Regions from separate parts of the Mus musculus genome. Here region 2 is linked to region 1. A link is a contact called in public Hi-C data. All regions are on one chromosome and are shown on one strand. The core of a region is the stretch at or near the end of the contact, and the rest is flanking DNA. Distances in the headings are between cores, read along the strand shown. Region 1 holds the start of Dnaaf2 (dynein, axonemal assembly factor 2). Region 2 overlaps L2hgdh (L-2-hydroxyglutarate dehydrogenase).

Region 1 (3,700 bases), core at 1,180-3,679:
GCTATTGTTGTCTGTGACAACTTGACTTTCTGGGAGGCTGCAGGCCAACACTCTGCCACCGAACTACACCTTAGCCTCTTCACTGTTGCAGTTTACATATAACTTTGATATAAACCTCAAACAAAATTACCAAGTGCCCAATCCACACACACACTTGTTTTTTTGAGACAAGATCTTACTAACTATAGTTATAACCTTTTTCTCAGGAGAGACTGAACCCTCAATTTCTTGCATACATTTCCAGAAGTCTAGAGAGAAGTCACTAAAATCCACTGGTTTTCTAGTCGGTGGACCCCGAGTAAACAGGTGTAATACGGGTCAACCGTGAAGGCTTAAGAGCATCCTTAGGATAGAATACGTGCAATCTTCTCTTTGAGAATGAGCTTAGCCTGCACTGTCATCGTATGAATAGATAGAAAATATTTGTTTATGTGCCTGTAACAAAAAATGTTTAAAGTAAGATAGAGTATTTCAAATAGTGAGAACGGTTACCTCCAAAGACTCCTTGTTCAAGCCACAATACCACTCTCGCCAAAGTCCGTGGCTCTCTGGAGATTTTGCCAGTACTATGACTGCATTATTTAAAGAAACGCTAGTCTCGGGTTCTCTGGTACTCAACTTATTCTCTGGAGCAAACTGCAAAGTGCAGGAATAACCCGAGTCTTGTGTAGAGAAGCACAATTCGTAACCGACGGGGCTTAGATGTCCGTGAAGAGTTTGTGGCAGAATCCCAGGCACTTGGATGAGCAAAGTCAAGGAGTCTTCGTCCTGATTACACTGTAAAGGAGGGCACACGGGTGCGATGCTCTCGGTTCCGGGGTCACCCATGGCTGAGCCCGCGGTGTCGTGGCGGGTCCTCTCCTGCTCCTCATTCGTCTGGACACCGGGGTCTCCGCACAGGGATTCGGTGTCGCCGCCCGGGAAAGCAGAGTAAGGGAGGCTTCGGTCCCCAGGAGAAGTCCCTTTCCCGAGGTCTAGAGGTGCCACCGAGTCCCCTCCGAAGTCCTGCTCCGGTTCGGGAACGAGCTCCCCTTCAGCGTGTGCAGCCCCGGGGTCTGGGGCTCCCACACCGCTCTTCTCCCCGTGGTCAGCTCCGGTTCCATCTGCAGACTCTTCCCGCGCCGCTGCAAAATCGCCCGCGGAAGTGCGGGCTACGTCGTCAGTTCCGGTCTCCTCCGCGGGCTCTTCCGGTGTCGCGGCCGGGGGTTCCTGGCGCGCGTCGGCCAGCGCCACCGGCAGCGTGACCACCAGCTGCCGCCGCGCCTTGTTGTACTGTGCCTTGCCGCGGCCGTCGTCCACCGGGTACGGCAGCGAGAGCCGCAGCCGGTAGTCGGGGTTTCTCGAGTCCAGGCACAGCAGCTTCCCCTTCACCTCCAGCTCCGCCCGCTCGACCGAGCGCAGCAGCGGCAGCTCGATGGTGACCACCAGCTCGTGCGGCACGGTGCTCGGGGCCGCGTCGCGCGAGCAGCGGTAATCCTGGAGGTCTACGTGGTGGCGCTGCACCACGGAGCAGCGCGGCTCCGTGGGCTCTGGGCGCTGCACGGCCTCGGGAGCGGGGGACGCGGGCGAGCGGGCAGTGTTCGCCGCCGCTGCCGCGGGGTAGCGGTATGGATATGGTGGGTCCGGGAAAAGCCCTGGTGGCTCCCCCTCGGGCTGGGCCGGGACGCCCCCGGGTAGGGGCGTGCGGAGCACTGCGGCCTCGGGCATCCCCTTGTACTTGATCTTCAGGGTCTTGGCGTTCCTGCGGTCCAGCCTGACGCCGAACTGCTGCTCCACCGCCTCCAGGGCCGTGGCGTCCAGCATTTCGCGGAAGCGCTCGTGGCTCCGGGCCAGCGCCAGCGCTTCGGGGTGGAAGACCACGTCGTAGACGGTGTAGCGGGCGCCGTTGCGGCCGGCATACTGGCGGCCGGGAGCCAGGCTATAGGGCAGGGACCAGTGGCTGCCAGCTGCCGTGCCGCCGCGCCCCGGGCCGGGCCGGCTGCTAGGTACGCCTACCAGTGAGTTGCTGCACACGTTCACGTAGCAGCGGTGCTCCCCGTCCAGGCTGGTACGCAGCACATGGCCCGGCTCAGGGTGCACGAACCGCACATCCACCCCACGCTCCCGCTCCAGGGCTGTGATCTCCTCCTCGTAGCGCCTCCGGTTCTCGGGGTCCGTGATCTCCGCGGCGTACTCGGAGAACATTCGGCGGAACTCTGGGTCCTGAAAGGCGGAGGTGAACCGCTGCACCTCCTCTCTGCTCAGATCCAAGTCCTCCAGCGCTGAGGAGGCCGCCGCCTTGGCCATGGTGACCCACACGGCCCAATGCCCAGACCCAGTGAAGGATCAGGGTGAATTGAGTGTCTAGGATGCGCTTCAGAGTCTGGCTCATGGAGAACTGACCAGTCCAAGAAGGTAACGGCTGGATTGTCAAGGCCGGGCAGCGCGTGCTTTGTTGCCATAGTAACGCCTGGGAGGAGGGGCAGCGATCTGGTAGAAATGCTAGAAATAGGCTCCACTGTTACTTCAAACCAAGCAGACACTACCTGCTACAGGTTTTAAATTACTGTGTCAGGATACGTGTACTTTGCAGTCTATTGTGGTAACTGTCCTCATCTTCAGCGCTGTGTCTTTATCTTATTAACTGTTTAATTTCACCAACAAGAGAGAAGTTTACTAGCTAATTCACAAACCTAACTTTATCTGACTCTCTTTACTTTGTGGAACCAACGTTAGTAAACCCTTACCATTTTCAGGTATTCCACCTTATAGTTGTCTCCCAGAAACCCTTGGGGGCAAAAGATGACAAAACAAATCCCAGAGATTAATAAGCATCAGAAAGGTGTTCGCTTTTTATAATGTAAATGCAAGCTCTCAAATCACTTAGCAAAATTACAGTTTGTCCTGATCAATTTCCTTGGGTTGAGAATAGAATTTATAACTGCGCTTTTTTTTTAAACTAGATATCCTTAGATTGACTCTGTAGTCTCTTAACAATGCTCCACTAGGAACCAATGCAGCAGATGTAGTAGTTACATAATGGAACTTTACTGTGCCAGACTATAGAAACTTGGTTTTGTTACAGGGCTAGGTGTGGGATCCAGGACTTCCCACCTGTGGCCTGAGCTGTACCACTGAGCCACACACCCAGGTCTAGGGTATGGTTACTTATTGATTGCTGGGCAGTCCCAGACCTGTTTTACAAGTGCAGCATTTAGCAGTTTATACTGGCATTACTGCAATCACAAGACCTTTCCCAGGCTTCTCTCTTATGCCTCCTCCTTTTGTGGGAGGGAATGTCCACAGAACCACACCCAGGGCCTCACACCTGAGACAAGCATTCTTTCCACCAATCTGCAGGCCTTCCTCTGTTACATTTTAAGTAGACTGTCCCAAGATTGGGATGACACCTCATCTCCGTTATGCCATCTCTTTCACATGCTAAATATATGTACTCAACTACCATGGTGACTCTGAGTTCAAGGCCAGCCTGGTCTGCAGAGCAAGTTCCAGAAAAGCCAAGGAATCCAGAGAAACGCTGTCTTGAAAACCCAAAACAAGTAAGTAAATAAAACTCAAATAACCAACTTCTGTTTCACATTCTAAGCTTATAGACTCATCAACTGTCCATCAGATGTCTCCATTTGAGTAATAACTGCTTAAGCCCCAGAGGCCTGAAATGGCGTGACTTCCCTTCCTCTTTCATTTTCAGCATTCCAAA
Region 2 (3,552 bases), core at 385-2,884, 500 kb after region 1:
TCTAGTAGTAGTTCTTAAGTGAGATTCTGTACACATGCTAAGAAGGTCAACCTAATCCTCTGTTAAGAGCCTGCAGAGGGTAAAGCCCATACATAATTTAAAATGCTTTCCACTGGTTGTATATAAACTCTTCTGAAGAGAAAGACTGCTAAACAGACCAGCGGGCTGGGAGAAAGCGCATTTGGTAACTATGTGTTTGCCAAGCATACTCAAGAAGGTGAAGGAGAAATAGCCCCCTGGGGCTTGCTGGCCAGCTGGTCTAGATGAATCAATGAGCTCCTAGTTGAGTGTGTCTCCAAAACAAAATAAGGAGGATAATGACTGAGGAAGACACCTGGTTGGCAACTCCCCTAGGCCTCACCTGGTTGGCAACTCCCCTAGGCCTTGCCCAACCTGCCAGGTACAAGCCAAACCCCACTCTTCCTGTCTCTGTCTCCCCCCACCCCCTTTTAACCAGGCCCTTTCCCTTCCTCCAATAACCTTCCCTTTGTACTGAACTATGGTATGGCAGTGACTCCTCAGGGCAGCACCCTGGCCAGGCCCACTGAGATGCTCCCTCCCACTGCATTATACCGCCATTTATAAAGCACAACACACTTGACATCAAACTATGGCCTACACATACACATGCATGTGGCACACCCACACACATGTGCATGCACACAGGAAAACCCAAATATAAGGCTATTTCTTAGAACAGTGTCATAAGTCTATATGGTATCAACCTTAGATACACACACACACACACACACACACACACACACACACACAAGTGTATGTGCCATTTCATTAGTAAATTTTATCTAACAGCTTACAAAACAATGGTGACTAGCTTGAAATGGTCTTTTCAAAGTTGTTTCTGGTCTTTTAGTAACATTTAAGATATGAACTACCAGATTTTATTTTATTTTATTTTTGTTTTTTGATACAGGGTTTCTCTGTGTAACCCTGACTGTCCTGGAACTCACTTTGTAGACCAGGCTGGCCTTGAACTCAGAAATCTGTCTGCCTCTGCCTCCCAAGTGCTGGGATTAAAGGTGTGTGCCTCCACTGCCTAGGACAAGAAACTACTTTTATTTATGAATGACTTTGGCCTTACTTTCCTTTTAGCTAAGACGTTATTACCCTGGTTCATCAAAATCTTTTGTGAGGCAGTAAAGCATTACACTTGGAAAAACCCTCTTGCTGGTATGTACAAGGTTCTGCCTTCAATCCTTAGCATCAAAACCAAATAATCAAGTTTATGCTTATTACAGAAAGATCTTAATTGGGAATAATAAACAATAACAGTCACATAAATGAAGGTTTAGTCTATCAGAATATCAAAAACTTCTGGAGTTAAAAAAAAAACCAAGTACATAAAATCTTCTTAAAGGTGACAGACATTATTACCTTTTGAGAATTACTTCCATAACATCTCTGGCATCGAAGTCAAAGGGTCTGTAACCTTCCCGTTTAAAGGCAAGCACTGCATTAGGCCCTAGCCAAATAGTGCCATCCAACCTGGGCGTAAAGTGAACTCCAAGGAAAGGAAACCGGCTGTCTGGGACCTGCAGACTCAACACAACGATGAACGGTTAGCACAGTTCACGTTCCCGTGTACTGCGCACACAAGCATCTAACTGGTGACGTAAGAGAGCTCCTCCCACACATTTGAACGCGTCACGAGCTGTATTCAGGGAGGATTCTCTATTAACACACATCCTGTTTTTAAATGCTAGTGACATTAATATATATTGTTCCACTTATCCATCTTTCTGGGAAAGGGAGAAAAGATGAACTGTCATAATCTTGGCTCTTTCTCCTATAAGAGAGGTCTGTGACTGGCAGGCAATTCATGGCTGCCGGGAAGAAATGTACACATCTCCAGCCTAGGCCTCGGGGAAGTGAGCAGCAGCAGACAAGTCAGTCACCAGTGGAGCCTCCCATTCTCCCAGGGACTGGCTCATCAGCAGGGTAACCGCAGGCAGGAGAGCGCGCGCTCCATATACACACCCCCAACTTTTACCTCCTGGAACTGGAGCAGCCATAGCCCCCTGTTCCCAGTGCACTGAAGGCATCAGTATTCCTGCTGCTCTCCCACAGGGGAGGGAGGAGCTGGTTCTTGTACTCCAGGGTGTACTCGTGCTTTCAGAGACATGTGACCCACAGAGCAGAAGGCGGCTTTGGGAACAGACCCACAGCAGGCAGATGATATTATGACGCACACAGCCCTGAAACCCTTTCTAAAGCAGGTAAACATTTTTTATTTTCATTTCCTTTGTGGCTCCGACTAACTTGATAGTGAGAAGACAGAAGGATCATTACTTACCGGATAAATATTTCCTTTTACAAGGTAGCCCTTTTCTGGCTTTAAGACCAGGTAATCTCCCCGGAATGGGACAATTTGAGGGTCAGGATTGCAGCCACTCAACTCTGAAATACGGTCAGAGTAAAGACCAGCACATGTGACAACATATCGACACCGAATCTCCTTTCCCTGGAACAAAATAAAGACGCATGGTTAGTTTCTAAACATGAGAAAGAAAATGTGGCAGCCCTTGTCTGTGGGTGAAACCTTAAAACCCAAAACACGGGGGCTGGTGAGATGGCTAAGTGGGTAAGAGTACCTGACTGCTCTTCCGAAGGTCTGAAGTTCAAATCCCAGCAACCACATGGTGGCTCACAACCACCCATAATGAGATCTGATGCCCTCTTCTGGTGCGTCTGAAGACAGCTACAGTGTACTTACATGTAATAAATAAATAAATAAAGTGTGTGTGTGCACCACCAAAAAAAAAAAAAAAAAAAAGAAAAACCCAAAACACTACAACTGAATGAGGAATTAACAGAGGTTGCAATATAGAAGATGGGTAAAGGAAGTTTGGGTTTAATCAACAAACTATATGCACGTATGGAAACAACACACTGAATCCCATTATATAGTCCATATATGCTGAGATACTTTTCCAGGGACTGGGGGTGGCAGGCATTCTTACTGTATAGCCCTGGCTAACCTAGGCTACCCACACACACATGCACACGCACATATGCTTGTATAAAGGAATAAATAGGTCAAAGGGGAGAAAACAGATGCTAAAAAATAAGGATAAATACATATTTTTTTTTTCTGAAAGAGCAAATTCAATGTAACTATCAGCAAAACTGGACCCTCTTTTATAAAACGTACAAAAATGAATTTGAAGCTACACATAGTGGTAAATCCCTACAATACCAGAACTTGAGTGGCTGAAACAGAAGGGAGTTCAAGGCCAGCTTGAATTACAACACACCCCAAACCCCAGACCAGTTAGGGCCACTTAGCAAGCAAGATCTTATCTCAGACAATCAAAGAAATTTTTTGAAATGGAGTCAAGATTTAAATGTAAAACCTGTGACTACAGAATATGGAAGGTGCTCCCTGGTACTGGCACTGGTGACGGTTTTTGTAGAAGGGTCACCACAGACACGAGTAAAAGAAGCAAAAACGAACAAGTGGACTACACCAGACTCAAGGTTCCTGCACAGCAAAGGCAAAGCTAGAGCAAGCCATCCACCCGACAAGGGTCAATC

Evidence for each region. A called contact is a pair of places that touch in the nucleus more often than the background predicts.
Region 2: a Hi-C map of embryonic stem cells shows a contact between it and region 1, with 4 times the contacts expected there. The contact joins the enhancer-like site here to the promoter of Dnaaf2 in region 1. A contact is called at or near these places in 9 of 39 promoter capture datasets (the 3T3-L1 cell line, 3T3-L1-derived adipocytes, the C10 cell line and 4 more), 3 of 15 datasets of contacts at CTCF or cohesin (the NIH/3T3 cell line, large pre-B cells and pro-B cells), 57 of 484 Hi-C or Micro-C datasets (B cells, the Ba/F3 cell line, the C10 cell line and 32 more), 14 of 115 datasets of contacts at active chromatin or transcription factors (the 230-238 cell line, the HPC-7 cell line, T-cell acute lymphoblastic leukemia and 7 more) and 4 of 9 other capture datasets (adipose tissue, embryonic stem cells, liver and 1 more).

The regions. Positions count from the first base shown.
Region 1 is chr12:69,196,000-69,199,699 of GRCm38.p6, forward strand. Dnaaf2 (dynein, axonemal assembly factor 2) reads right to left here and starts at 2,430. Exons shown (of 3, transcript NM_027269.4): 1 at 493-2,430. The coding sequence starts at 2,286. It overlaps 9330151L19Rik (RIKEN cDNA 9330151L19 gene), which reads left to right and starts at 1,212. Exons shown (of 2, transcript NR_033222.1): 1 at 1,212-1,616; 2 at 1,729-3,700.
Region 2 is chr12:69,699,892-69,703,443 of GRCm38.p6, forward strand. L2hgdh (L-2-hydroxyglutarate dehydrogenase) reads right to left here. Exons shown (of 10, transcript NM_145443.2): 7 at 2,312-2,479; 8 at 1,393-1,550. Among named protein-coding and RNA genes, the nearest start is that of Sos2, 20 kb to the left of the region's middle. Within about 2 kb of position 1,635, at least 7 of the 459 cell types and tissues checked have an H3K27ac peak or open chromatin away from gene starts, as enhancers often do. A contact at or near this core is called in embryonic stem cells, where this site is marked.